Linked DNA regions of Mus musculus: region 1 is linked to region 2. The links are chromatin contacts, called in public ChIA-PET maps. All regions are on one chromosome and are shown on one strand. Each heading gives the region's core, a stretch centred on a gene start, on an enhancer-like site or on the middle of the called end of the contact. The rest is flanking DNA. Distances are from core to core; before and after follow the strand shown. Region 1 overlaps Gm36920 (a long non-coding RNA gene). Region 2 overlaps 1700025G04Rik (RIKEN cDNA 1700025G04 gene).

Region 1 (5,445 bases), core at 2,403-4,902, 230 kb before region 2:
GAGGCATTCATCATTATGGCCACAACATTTCCTACAGCATGACTAACATCCTTTTGATACCCATATAAGAAGAGAAACTTCTCCCTCTCCCCATTCCCGCTCCTCCTTCTAATTCTTCATCTCCAGCCCTGTCCTCCCCATGGTCCTGGCAAAAAATCCTGGAGAACTGAAAACACTGGATCCACACAATTTTTTGACACAGACTTAAGAGCTTTTTTTCCTTTAAAGCCACACCAGGCATATCCCCTTCTAATATATATGTATCAGGCATAATACCTTCTAATATGCAAATACCATGCATATTTCCTAATGTGCACACACCAGGCATATCCTCTTCTAATATGCACACACCAGGCATATTCTCTTCTAATGTGCACAAGCAAGGCATATCCTCTTCTAATATGCATATACCAGGCATTCCCCTCATTACTATGTATACACCAGGCATATCCCCCCTCTAATGTGAGTACAATGAGCATCACTCTATCTGCTGTTAAGCTCTAATTGCATGGCTGACCTCATGCCAAATGCATGGACAGTCATATGAAGGAATTTGCTGAAGAGACCAAAACTTTGTTTTGCTTACTGGCTGTTTTTTAACCTTTGTCCATTGAACAACCTTTAGAGACTGTGTTCTCTCTCTGCACAGCATTGCACAAGGTCAAGCTCCCATTAGTGAGCCTCCGGCTTACATTATTCTTCTCCTGTTTTGACATTAATGTGGCTCTGCTTGATTATGGTAAATAAATGAATTTCAGTGAGTTCCTGTTTCCAAGGAAAAGGGGCTCTACTGACACCCCACCCATATCCCTGCACTTATCCTGCAGGTCACCTGCCGGTGGAGGCTTACACACACACACACACACACACACACACACACACACACACACACACACACACACACACACACACACACTTTGGTGGCTTCCTGTGGCTCCTGGGGGAATTGTATAGCTGCAGGCCTAAATCTAGCTATCTTCCATATACACCAAGGAATGAGGCAACCCATGCTGCCTTGCATGGGAAGGATTTGGAGTTGATGGACAAACAATTTAGCTTTCTGTTCCACCAGGGTTCTAAGCTGTGTTTAATCGACTTCCTTAGACGCCCTCAGAAGTAGCAAGCTTTAGCTGCCGCCAGTGATCATAACCTATTAGTAACTCCTGATGGTTGGTTTTGATGTCTTTCATGGCTTATGCATCCCTTCAATGTCCTGGAACTGACTTCCAAACTAGGCAAATTATACAGAAATTCTTTTATCAGATTCTGACTTGAGGGAGCCTGAACAGAACTGGAGACCTATATTGCCATTGATGGGTACTGCTCCAGGCTACTCTTTGGAAGAATAAGAGATTGAGTACAGGGTGTCTGAACAGATATTGCCATCTCGAAACTGTGACTAGATGCATGGCCTGGAACAGGGGGACATGGGTGGGTAAAGCCTTTTATCACTCAGATAATGAAATGACTTGCTGGTTGGTACATGCTAAAGACCTGGCACTTACCTCTTTATGTCACCTTACGGATTGTGTAAGTTATCAACACAAGTAACAGCCACACATACTATCTATAGACGATAACACAAAGAGTGAGCTTCTCAACTCCCTTCCTCCACTCCAGTACCAAGTAGCCCAGGGAAAGGTCCTCTTACCCACAAGTAAGATGAGTTTCCCCACATCAATTAATATAATCAATAAAATCTCCCACAGGTCGCCCAGAGGCCCATCTCCCAGGGGATTGTAGATTCTGCCATAGTAACAACACTTACCTCAAGGTTTATAGCAAGTCTTAGGACTAGAGAGAGCTAGTATCTTTGTAAAGTAGAAACAAACACACAAGCTATCTGACGAGCAAACTTTACAACCTACCTCAAAAAAATTTATCATGAAAGCTTCGTGTTGCATACAGTCATTGTAAATAAAGGAAACATAACCATGAATGAGTCTCAGTAGAGACAGCAAATCACACCAGTTGTTAGAACTATCAGAAGCCAACTACATAAAGTAAAATTAAGGTATTAATTAATCAATGTCTGTGTAGCAATAAACTTAGGGAAAAAAGAATACTGGAAATGATCTTTAGACATGAAAAACAATCATTGAAAGCAGACTATAGATAGATGACATTGATCAGGAACATCTTTCAAGTAGAATCTACATCCACAAGAGATTAAATTGACTAATAGAACTTTAATCCAAGCTAGAGGAGATAAACAGAGAGCCTTAAAATGGCCCCAGTCAAGGGAGAGTTAAAAATACTATTGTCCCATGATACCAGGGGCTGTGGGACAAGAACATGTTGCAATCTGGTTAGACCAGAAGAGTAAGACTCCACCTAGCAAATAGGTTGATGAGCTAGGCTGTTGAACCATCTGGGAACATGGCCAAGCAATTCTGGGGAGCATACTTGGCACTGTTTTGGCCTTGTGTTTCTCGTGAAATAAAAAAAAAAAAAGATTAATTTATTGTGTAGGTCATCATATATTACCTAGAAGCCAAATTGCCGGTTAAAATCCTGCTTGCAGGCAGGTGTATGGTTCTAACACAGCTTTTCATCTGAACTGTAGAGTGCTCTCCCTTAATCATCAAATGGGATGCAAACTATCTTCTCAGCCATTTCAGCATTTCAAAAATTTCTCCCCAAGTGGCAGGTTTGTGATATTTTTCATTATAATGGAATCTTATTCACCCATTCCAAACACAGCTGTTTGGTTAGAGAGCAACAGGAAATAATCACAGATATAAATGAGAGTCTGCCAAGAAGCTGAGACAAGAGAATTCTGTGCTTCAGGCCAGCCTGGGCTACCTAATGAGATTTTTGTCTAAAACACACACACACACACACACACACACACACACACTAGCATTGGGTAGCTAGGCTAGGCTTGTTTAGGAAAGTGCTTCCCACATAAACATCAACTCTGTAGTTCAGATTCCCAGAACCCACCTAAAAAATGTAGACGTGGTAGCACAGGCTTCCAAACCCAGCACTGGTGTGGGAGAAACAGGTGGGTCACTCGGACTTGCTGCTGCTCGGTCAGAGTGCATGCTCCGTCTCTGTCTATGTCTCTCTCTGTCTCTGTCTCTCTCTCTTTCTGTCTCTGTCTGTCTGTCTCTCTCTCTCTCTCCCTCTCTCTGTCTCTCTCACACACACACAGGCATGCACTTTTGATCATATCTGTTCAAATAATTATTTCTTTTACAACTAAACATTTCGAGTATTCCAAGCTAAGGAAAAGGTGAAATACGGTTTCAATTTTATGCTGTTTAGAATATAAGATGCTATTTTTAAAAATCTGTAATACATAACTTGTCCCTTTGGACATCATCTAGTGCCCCCATGTTTTATGTAACTGTGTGCACTGGACTGGTTTTCTGTGAAGACACAGAGATATCCGCAGGCTTTCATCTTCGAAAAGCCTCAAAGACTTTGACAAGCAGAAAAAAAAAAAAAAGACACTCCTGGCCTGCTTCTCCTCTCCTAGAACACCCCCCCCCCCGCCCTCCATACCTGCTTCTGTTGCTCTCCAAATCCTAACCTGTGCAAAGTCTCTTCCACTGAACTTCTCTTGACAACTGTAGTCCACCTCAACCCTCTTCCACCCCTGGCTTCCTGTCACCCACTCTCTGCATCTCTTCTACCTGGTGGCCGTCAATTTCCGCTGTCTTACCTCATCCCTATGCACTAATCTCATCTCCTGCAAACAAGAGCAGCCTGAGCGTAAGTCTGTGCCTTGCATGGATAATTCCTCTTCAGCTCCGTGAGTTGACAGTCCACAGCACACATTACGGATAAAGTGAGTAATGGAAGAATCAGAGTTCATCTGTTTAGAAGACGATTATTCAGGCTGTTCTCTGACAATGCCAGCCCCTCCCCCCACCCATTATCTGCGACTTAGCAGTTATGTATATGCTGGCCATTTCCAAAACCTTGTGTAGACACCAGACTCTAGCAACCTTTGCTTCTTGTTTATGCTTGTTATTCTATTAGACCAAATGCAGAAAAAAAGTCCTTTTCAAAGCTCTGTACGTGACAAGGTGCGGAGGATGGACAAGGTGCTCTTTACCATGCCCAGCCCACAGCTCCACCGCCCTTTGCAGTGGTTTCTCTTGAAGCTCTTCCTCCCCTGAGTTTACATCCTTAAAGATCTGCTTTGAAGATGAGCATTTAGAAACCTGTGGTTAGCCTTGCTCCAAGGTTTTGCAAAGTCAACAGGAGGCATTTTGATTATAGCTATTTGTTCTTAGGGGACAGTGAGTTTGCAGAAAATTAGAGATGGAAAATTGCCTTGCCTTACAGATTGGGCCAAGCCTGCGCAGCAAGGCCGGCCGAGGTAGGCTGACTGCTAATGCACGGCCTGAACTGGCTGGCAGGCAATGATGCTTCCTGGCTCCTCCTCATTGCAGGACTGCAGTGGATAGCACAGCTCACAGCAAGAGCGTGTACCCCAGCAAAGCCACTGCACCAGCAGCTGGGGGAGAGAAGCTGAATTCAGTGGTTGCACTTGCATGGGAATGGACAGCTATTTAAGGAAGAGAGTTAGCCAGTGTCTGATTCCTACCAAGTCTGTGTCTTCTAGGAAGTTCTCCTAGATTACTCAGGTGTATATTTTTAGTGGGAACTCAATCTATAAAAATCCAAGTTCATCAAATTGATAAATTGTGGAGACGAACTTTTATAAAATTTTTATTTAATTAATATATATGTGTGAGTGCCAGCGTGTCTGTCTGTCTACCACACTCATGCAGTGTTGGCAGAGGCCAGATGAGAGGGTTGGATCCCCTGGAACTGGTGCTATCAATGGTTATGGGTTATCATGTGTGTGCTGGGAATCGAACCCAGGTCCTCTGGAAGATCAGTCAGTGCTCTTACCTGCTGAGCCATCTCTCCAGCCCTGAGGTGGGTTCTGTTTAACTACAAAAGGATCTTCTTACCAACTTCAGGGTACCCTTATAATAGCTAATCATCCTCCTAGTGACTATGATATCATATTTATGGATTTCTTTTTTCAGACCTACTGATCTTAGCTACAATGTACTGCCATGGTGACTAAAAGCCCAGGCTTCGACTCCAGCCAAGAGCAAGCTTGAAAAATGGGCTCTGTTATCTATTTGCAATGTGTTTGGATTAGTTCTGATCTTCTCAAAAATACAGAAAGTTTCATCAAGGACTAAGCAACACACCTCTGATAGGTAACACCCAGTGAGACTTGATGTGAATATCAATTGATGAGCGGTTCCTACTCTTGTGTTATTAGAGTGTTCATGTGAAGGCGAAGGGTGTCTCACCCACATTCAGAGACACCTTGTTGTTTACTCTGTTTAATGCCATGGTCTATTTTCATTGCTGTGTGGCCCCTCCCTTTATCTATGGCTTCTGTTGTCTTCTGGACCTTTCTCTAACCCCCTGCCTCCCAAGGATGGTAAATAAATGGGTTAAGTACCA
Region 2 (6,106 bases), core at 1,265-3,764:
GAAAATGTTGACCAATCTTCACCAGTGCTGCTGACCCAGCCCTGTGGCTGACAGACTTCTAAGACAGGGCTGCTTAGGCACAGAGGATCCCGGGGAACTTTACTTACACTGGCCATTAGTCCCTATGGCACTTAACAGTTTGGCTCCGATTCGAGTTTCCGGTGATTGATGCATACTTTCTGGGTCAAGGCTTGGATTAGATCCTTAAGTACTCTGAGGGTCTGAACTCACTTGATTGTAAAGATTAAAGTCTTTATTCTTCTAGACTTGATATTCTTTGGAACATCTTTTTTTTCTTTTCTGTTTTAAATTAATTTTAAATTAGGATACAAAGTCATCGGTTCCATTGTGGTGTTTAAAATGTACCTGTCATTGTACCTTGTCTGAATCCTCTGTACTGCCCTCTCCCTCTCTCCTTCCTGGTTCCCCACCCCCACTCCCCTCTCCCTCTCTCCTTCCTGGTTCCCCACCCCCACTCCGCTCTCTTGTCACATGTCAGGTGATCCTTATTATCTTATCTTCTTGGATATATTCTGTGATGAAAAAAAAAATGTCTGTGTTTGAAAAAAAGGAAGCTATAAATGAAAAGATTATGATGTTATCAGTTTATATTGTCACCGTGTGAGTCGATAATTCCATGTGTGACTGTTACGAGGAAGTCAGAATTTGGTGTTTGACCGTCAGTATTTTAGATAATTAAAACACCATATGACGTTGTCATTTTAAAAGAATTGGCTCCATTCTCCCCCGGCTTATTTTCACACGAGGCATTGTAATTTGAAGTTGGTAATAGCAGTAGTCTGGGTTTTGAGTGTGAATCAAAGGCGAACCAAGGGAAGTGGAGAAAGCCTCCATGCCTTTCCTGGAGATTTCCCACTCCCAGGCCCTTCCCTAACGCTTAGGTGCAAAGTCGCTGTATCGTTTATTTAACACTTCCATTCTCACTGCCACAGTCTGTTTTATTTCTGTGGGCGGTGCGCCCTGCACACTCAGCTCTGGGTGAGACCAGTATGTGTATGACAGGGCCTTCTTCCCTAGCTGGCTCATGGATTGGGGCCTGGGGCTGACAAGAAGCACTCCAATGTGTTTTACAGCCTGAAGTGTGTTCACCCCTGAGTACTGGATTTTATATTCCACTGGGGGGAAAAAGTCTATAAATACCGTGACAACTTTCCCCCTCTACCAGAAGGCTCCACGCCCTGTGGCAATCTACTTTCATGAGTTTGCGGTTGGTGCCAGAGCCTACAATGTAAAATTCCTTTGTAAATACTGTACCTGAGAAAGCAGCATTGTGTCCACTCCTACTTTTGCTTCTTTTTCTGACCTCATGGTCTCACTCTGTATTCCAGACTGGCCTCAAACTCAGCATCCTTTTGCCTCAGCCTCCCAAGTGTTGAGATACTACATCCCTATATACCCTATCCTGTTTGGGTATACTGGGAGAATTCATTCCACATTCTTTCCCTGTAATTAGACTGTTGATTTATTTCTCTGGGTGTTGCACCCTTTCTCCCGAAGCTGCCCTGGTCCTCTCTAAGGGACGGTAGTGAAGTCTCTAGAATGTTGTCATTCCATCAGTGCCCTTTGTTGTGCTGGCCATTGCAGAATATCTGGAGACAGGGCACTCTGAGATGCTGATGTGGTGACTCTGAAACAGGTCACTGGGCCAAGATAGCTCAGCAGAGTCTGAAAGATGGCCATTCGAGGGGATCTTGAGCCTGATGTGTGCCCTGAGTAGGAAGTGGGATGTCCTGCCCTCGGTGGGGTCTGCACAAGGACAGCGTTTCCCATAGTGACTCGAATCTCAGCTTGGCTTTCTAGAATAAGCAGATATTAAAGTTCTTTCAATGAAAGAATTCTTTTTCCTGGGGAGTGCAGACTGCTAACACGCTTTTCATCTGAAGGTGTTAGCTCTAACTCATAGTTCTTCCTTCTCATGATGCCGCTTTACGTAGAGATCCCAGGCAAAGGAAGATCTCTGACCCTTTCTCTGAGTTCTGTCCCCAGAGTTATGCTCACCATTGCTCCAGTCCGTTATTCTCAACCACAGCAGGCTCCAGGTCACCCGCTTACTAGCTGGGAGACTCTGGAGGGAGTCATATTCAATTCTAATCTAGTTCCTTTTAATCTGAAGATGAACGTGCAATAGCTATGCAGAAAACATGTGCAGGTCACATGATTGTCATGAAGAGAACGAGAGAACTACTTTATGCTGTCACTCAGGGAACACTGAATGCTCACAGGGAGAAGGGTAGCCCAGTGGATGGAGGCAGACAAGGCGTCTAAAAATTAAGAGTTTCCAATCTGAGGCGACCCCGATGGTACCTGCTGAGTTCTCAGTGTGGAAACACCTAGAACGATTCAGCATTGGTTCAAGGGTCACATGAACTGTGATTTGTGCTGAGACAGACAGGATGCAAATGAGAAAACAGCAAGCTGTGTTGGGTTACTACTTCCATGCGGTGTGGGGGGAACGCTTCCAGCAGAGGAAATGTTTGAGCTGGGCCTGTCAGGTGACACAGCTTCCTATAAAAGCTCATCTGTCGCCTTTTCTCTTGTTCTCTGCAGTGGTTGCTTGTCTGCGGTCTCTGCACTGGCATCACTTGCTGGCCTTTGACTTAGCATCCGCCCTAACAAAAGTCACATTATAGGTGTGCATTGAGAACAGACTCGTTCTTAAATGCCAGGATCTGGATGTACACTTTTGTAATGAAAAGTCTGTTTATTTTTCTGGGTCAATTTTACCTTAGACTACTGCTCTATAATTCAAAACTTGCCTTGTTTTAGACATGATATTTATTTCTAATGACAGGGTAATTCTAGTACATGGGGATGTTCAATGCTTTGGAGCATATTGGATATAAATGTTGAAGAGAAATTTATTCTTTAGGGGTATACACAAGAGACAGGTTAAAGGCAACGAGGCAGCTTTCCAGAAGAGAGACAGTCGATGCATTGAGTGTGTTCCTGTAGAGAAGTGTCATGGGGGAGGGTGGTGAGAATCCGGGTCACACACCTTGAGTCCCTGTGTTATCTTGTGTTAATAGTTAACACCAATACTGTGTCATTGGCTAAATATTTTTCTTGCAAGATAAAGGATTGTGGTTGTATGGACTCTGTCTAGAAGCTAAAGATCTCGATCCCTTGAGTTGACATGGTAGAGAATTCTCTTCTATGAGTTTTCTTGGAAGAGAGCACAGAAATTTCTCATTTTGACAGTTTTAATGGCAGACTTTTAAAACTCAGGATTTCCCATCGAAGTAAACACAAAAATAAAAGATTGTAGTATGTTGTTGTTTGTTGCCGTGTGTGTGTGTGTGTGTGTGTGTGGTGTGTGTGTGTGTGGTGTGTGTGTGTGTGTGTGTGTGTGTGTGTGGTGTGGGGGGTTGGCACCAAGCACATTTGGAAGCTGGAGGACAAAGCATCACTTCTTGCTTTTTAACTTGTTAAGACAGGATTTGTTGTGGTTCAGTGCCACCTACCCGAGCGCTTTCAGATTGTCCTTTTGAAATGGCTCTTTTTTCCTATGAGAGATAAATAAAGTATGTCAGTTCTCTCTCTCTCTCTCTCTCTCTCTCTCTCTCTCTCCCTCTCTCTCTCTCCCTCTCTCTCTCTGTGTGTGTGTGTGTGTGTGTGTGTGTAGGTCAGAGGACAGTCTCCTGTGTCATTCCTTAGGAGTCATGTACTTTATTTTTTGAGATGGGATTTGCCATTTTCTTGGGGCTTGCCAGTTCAGCCAGTGAGCTTTTCCTCCCCAGATTAGCTGGGATTCCAAATTTGTGCTGCCACACCCAATCCTTTTCCCTTCCCTCCCCTCCGCTCCCCTTCCCTCCCCTCTCCTCTCCCTCTCCCTTCCTTTTCCCTCCCCTTCTCTCCTCTCCTCATCCTCTCCCCTCCCCCTCCCTTCCTCCTCTCCTCCCCCTGCTGCCCCCCTCCCCTCCTCTTTCCCCTCCCCCTGCTTTTACTGACATCTTGAGATCCTTCTCCTTGTATAGCAGTCACTACTTTACCGTTGACTAAGCTGCCTCTCCCATATACATACCTTCATATATCTTGATAGAACTCAACAGTCTTTAAAATTATGTTTGCCAAAATACTGAACCTGAATCTAACTGATCAGAAGTCTACAGCCAAGTGCCGATGTACACAACATGAAGGGGTCAAGTGGGGGTGGTTGGTAGAGGATACTTTGTAGTTGTAATCAACAAAACATCAAAACTTCCCAGGTCAAATGACCAAGACCAAAACCAGCACACACACAGAGGAAACCTGTGGCTTGAAGGAGACCAAGGAGGTCTGTGATAGAGGAGGGCCTGGATGCTGACTACAAACAAAGGAAATCAGTAAGAGGGAATTGAGGACTGAACACTAGCCTGGCATTTAAAGTTTAAACGGTGTGCAGATCATCGGGGAGTTAGGCTTTTGGTGTTTTTTTTTTTTTTTAAAGCATTCCTTCTAGAGACAGATTCTAATATTTAGGAATGAGATCCCAGAGGCCCCAGCTGATTGATTTAAAGTTAGACATGGGTCCAAGGGGCTGTGTTTTACAGTTTTCTCTTCTCTGGGTATTTATTCAAAGTCTCTAAAAGTGAACATTAAAAACAGCAACAAAGCAAAACCTGACTTTGAAATGCACCCGCTTCCTCTGTTTTTCTCAGGATCCTGTAGTGCGTCTTCTAGAAAGAGTGGTCTGCAGCCACAGTCCAGCTTTCTTTGTTATCCATACAGCATTTTCTCCTGTAGCTTTTTAAAAAAGATGTAGTTTTACTTTGAGTGTGAGTCTTGCCTGCATGCGTATTTTTGCTGTCTGTGGAGACCTGAAGATGCATAGGCCTTTCGGAACTCCAGTTAGAGACAGTTGTGAACAGCCATGAGGATGCTGGGTCCTCTGCAGGGGCAGCAAGTGCTCTCAACCAGTGAGCCATCTCTCCACTCTGCTCCCATTTCTTAACTGCTTTCGCTTAAAGTTTTGCTTTATTCTTGAATTCATATCAGTTCATAGATGAACTCAAAAAAATTAATTCCTCTGTGGTGTACTGCTTTGTATATGCAAATTCGTGTGGTTTGTTGTTGTTGTTGTTGTTGTTGTTTTGGAATTCAGGCTTTTGATTTTCATCTTATCAGTTCAGGGGCACATAATTTAAGCACATCATGGACTACCTCACAGCATCCTCAATTATTATTGCATGTTTGATTCTTCTTCTTCTCTGGTCTCTGCTGCAGACTTTCATCAGGTGTGCAGGGTCTGACCCTCAGGTGCTGCCATTTACAAACACCAACCTTGGGCATATTTTGTCTACTGCTATCTCCTTTGTCTGCATTAACACCTCAGAAACTATGTTTAAGTGATTTTTGCTCAGGCTACACAACTGTCTGAACTAGCTAGCCAGCCATCCTCCCTCCCTCCTTCCCGCCCTCCCTCAATCCCTTCCTCCTTCCATCCTTTCCTTCCTTCCATCTCTAAGTCTGCTGTGCCCTCTTCTTATTTGGTACATTGTCCTAATTCAGACCTCAGTATCCACCCTTGCTGTGCATCTCTACTGATGCCAGTGGCTCCTAGGGTCTCAGTAAAGCTCTTCATTAGCCAGCCCGTCTTTCTAAGCAGCCCCGTTTCTAAGGCTTCCTCCTCAGACTTATTCGGAGCATGACGAGAGCCCCCCCCCCCCCTTTCCTTGCACACTGCCTTGCCAAGCTGTCAATGTGGAAAATGCCTCTCTATCCTTCCTGTTTTACAGGAAGTCTCTGATGGGCCCCTCAGGTGCTACCATTTACAAACATCGCCACCCAGGACCATTGTGGGTTCTAATTGTGTGTTCCCAGGGCTGGGCACTCGTCTGTGAGGACTTCTGTAGCATCTTTGCGGATGCCGAGCTGTTGCTTAAGACTCCAGAGCTGCTGAGTACGGTTGTCCTGAGTCCTTAGGGACTTGCTGTGAACCTCACTTCCTGCTTTGCCCAGAGATGGTGACAGGGATACCACATGGCCTCTTTTCTTTTGACTTTCATTCCCCCAAGAGGGGAGAGATGTGAGGCCTGGGCTGGAGGAGAGGTGAAAAGAGCATTTAATGATATTTTTCTTTAGTGGCCTGAGTGTGTTCTTCCCTTTC

Evidence for each region. ChIA-PET counts read pairs in DNA pulled down with a chosen protein or histone mark.
Region 1: an RNA polymerase II ChIA-PET map of memory CD8 T cells shows a contact between it and region 2, with 31 read pairs. The contact joins two enhancer-like sites. A contact is called at or near these places in 3 of 484 Hi-C or Micro-C datasets (CD4 T cells, embryonic fibroblasts and nephron progenitors) and 5 of 115 datasets of contacts at active chromatin or transcription factors (acute myeloid leukemia, bone marrow-derived macrophages, embryonic fibroblasts and 2 more).

Annotation. Positions count from the first base shown.
Region 1 is chr1:152,268,793-152,274,237 of GRCm38.p6, reverse strand. The region is part of intron 3 of Gm36920 (a long non-coding RNA gene); the gene reads left to right. Among named protein-coding and RNA genes, the nearest start is that of Gm36920, 18 kb to the left of the region's middle. Within about 2 kb of position 3,652, at least 26 of the 459 cell types and tissues checked have an H3K27ac peak or open chromatin away from gene starts, as enhancers often do. A contact at or near this core is called in memory CD8 T cells, where this site is marked.
Region 2 is chr1:152,034,684-152,040,789 of GRCm38.p6, reverse strand. The region is part of intron 1 of 1700025G04Rik (RIKEN cDNA 1700025G04 gene); the gene reads left to right. Among named protein-coding and RNA genes, the nearest start is that of 1700025G04Rik, 53 kb to the left of the region's middle. Within about 2 kb of position 2,514, at least 53 of the 459 cell types and tissues checked have an H3K27ac peak or open chromatin away from gene starts, as enhancers often do. A contact at or near this core is called in memory CD8 T cells, where this site is marked.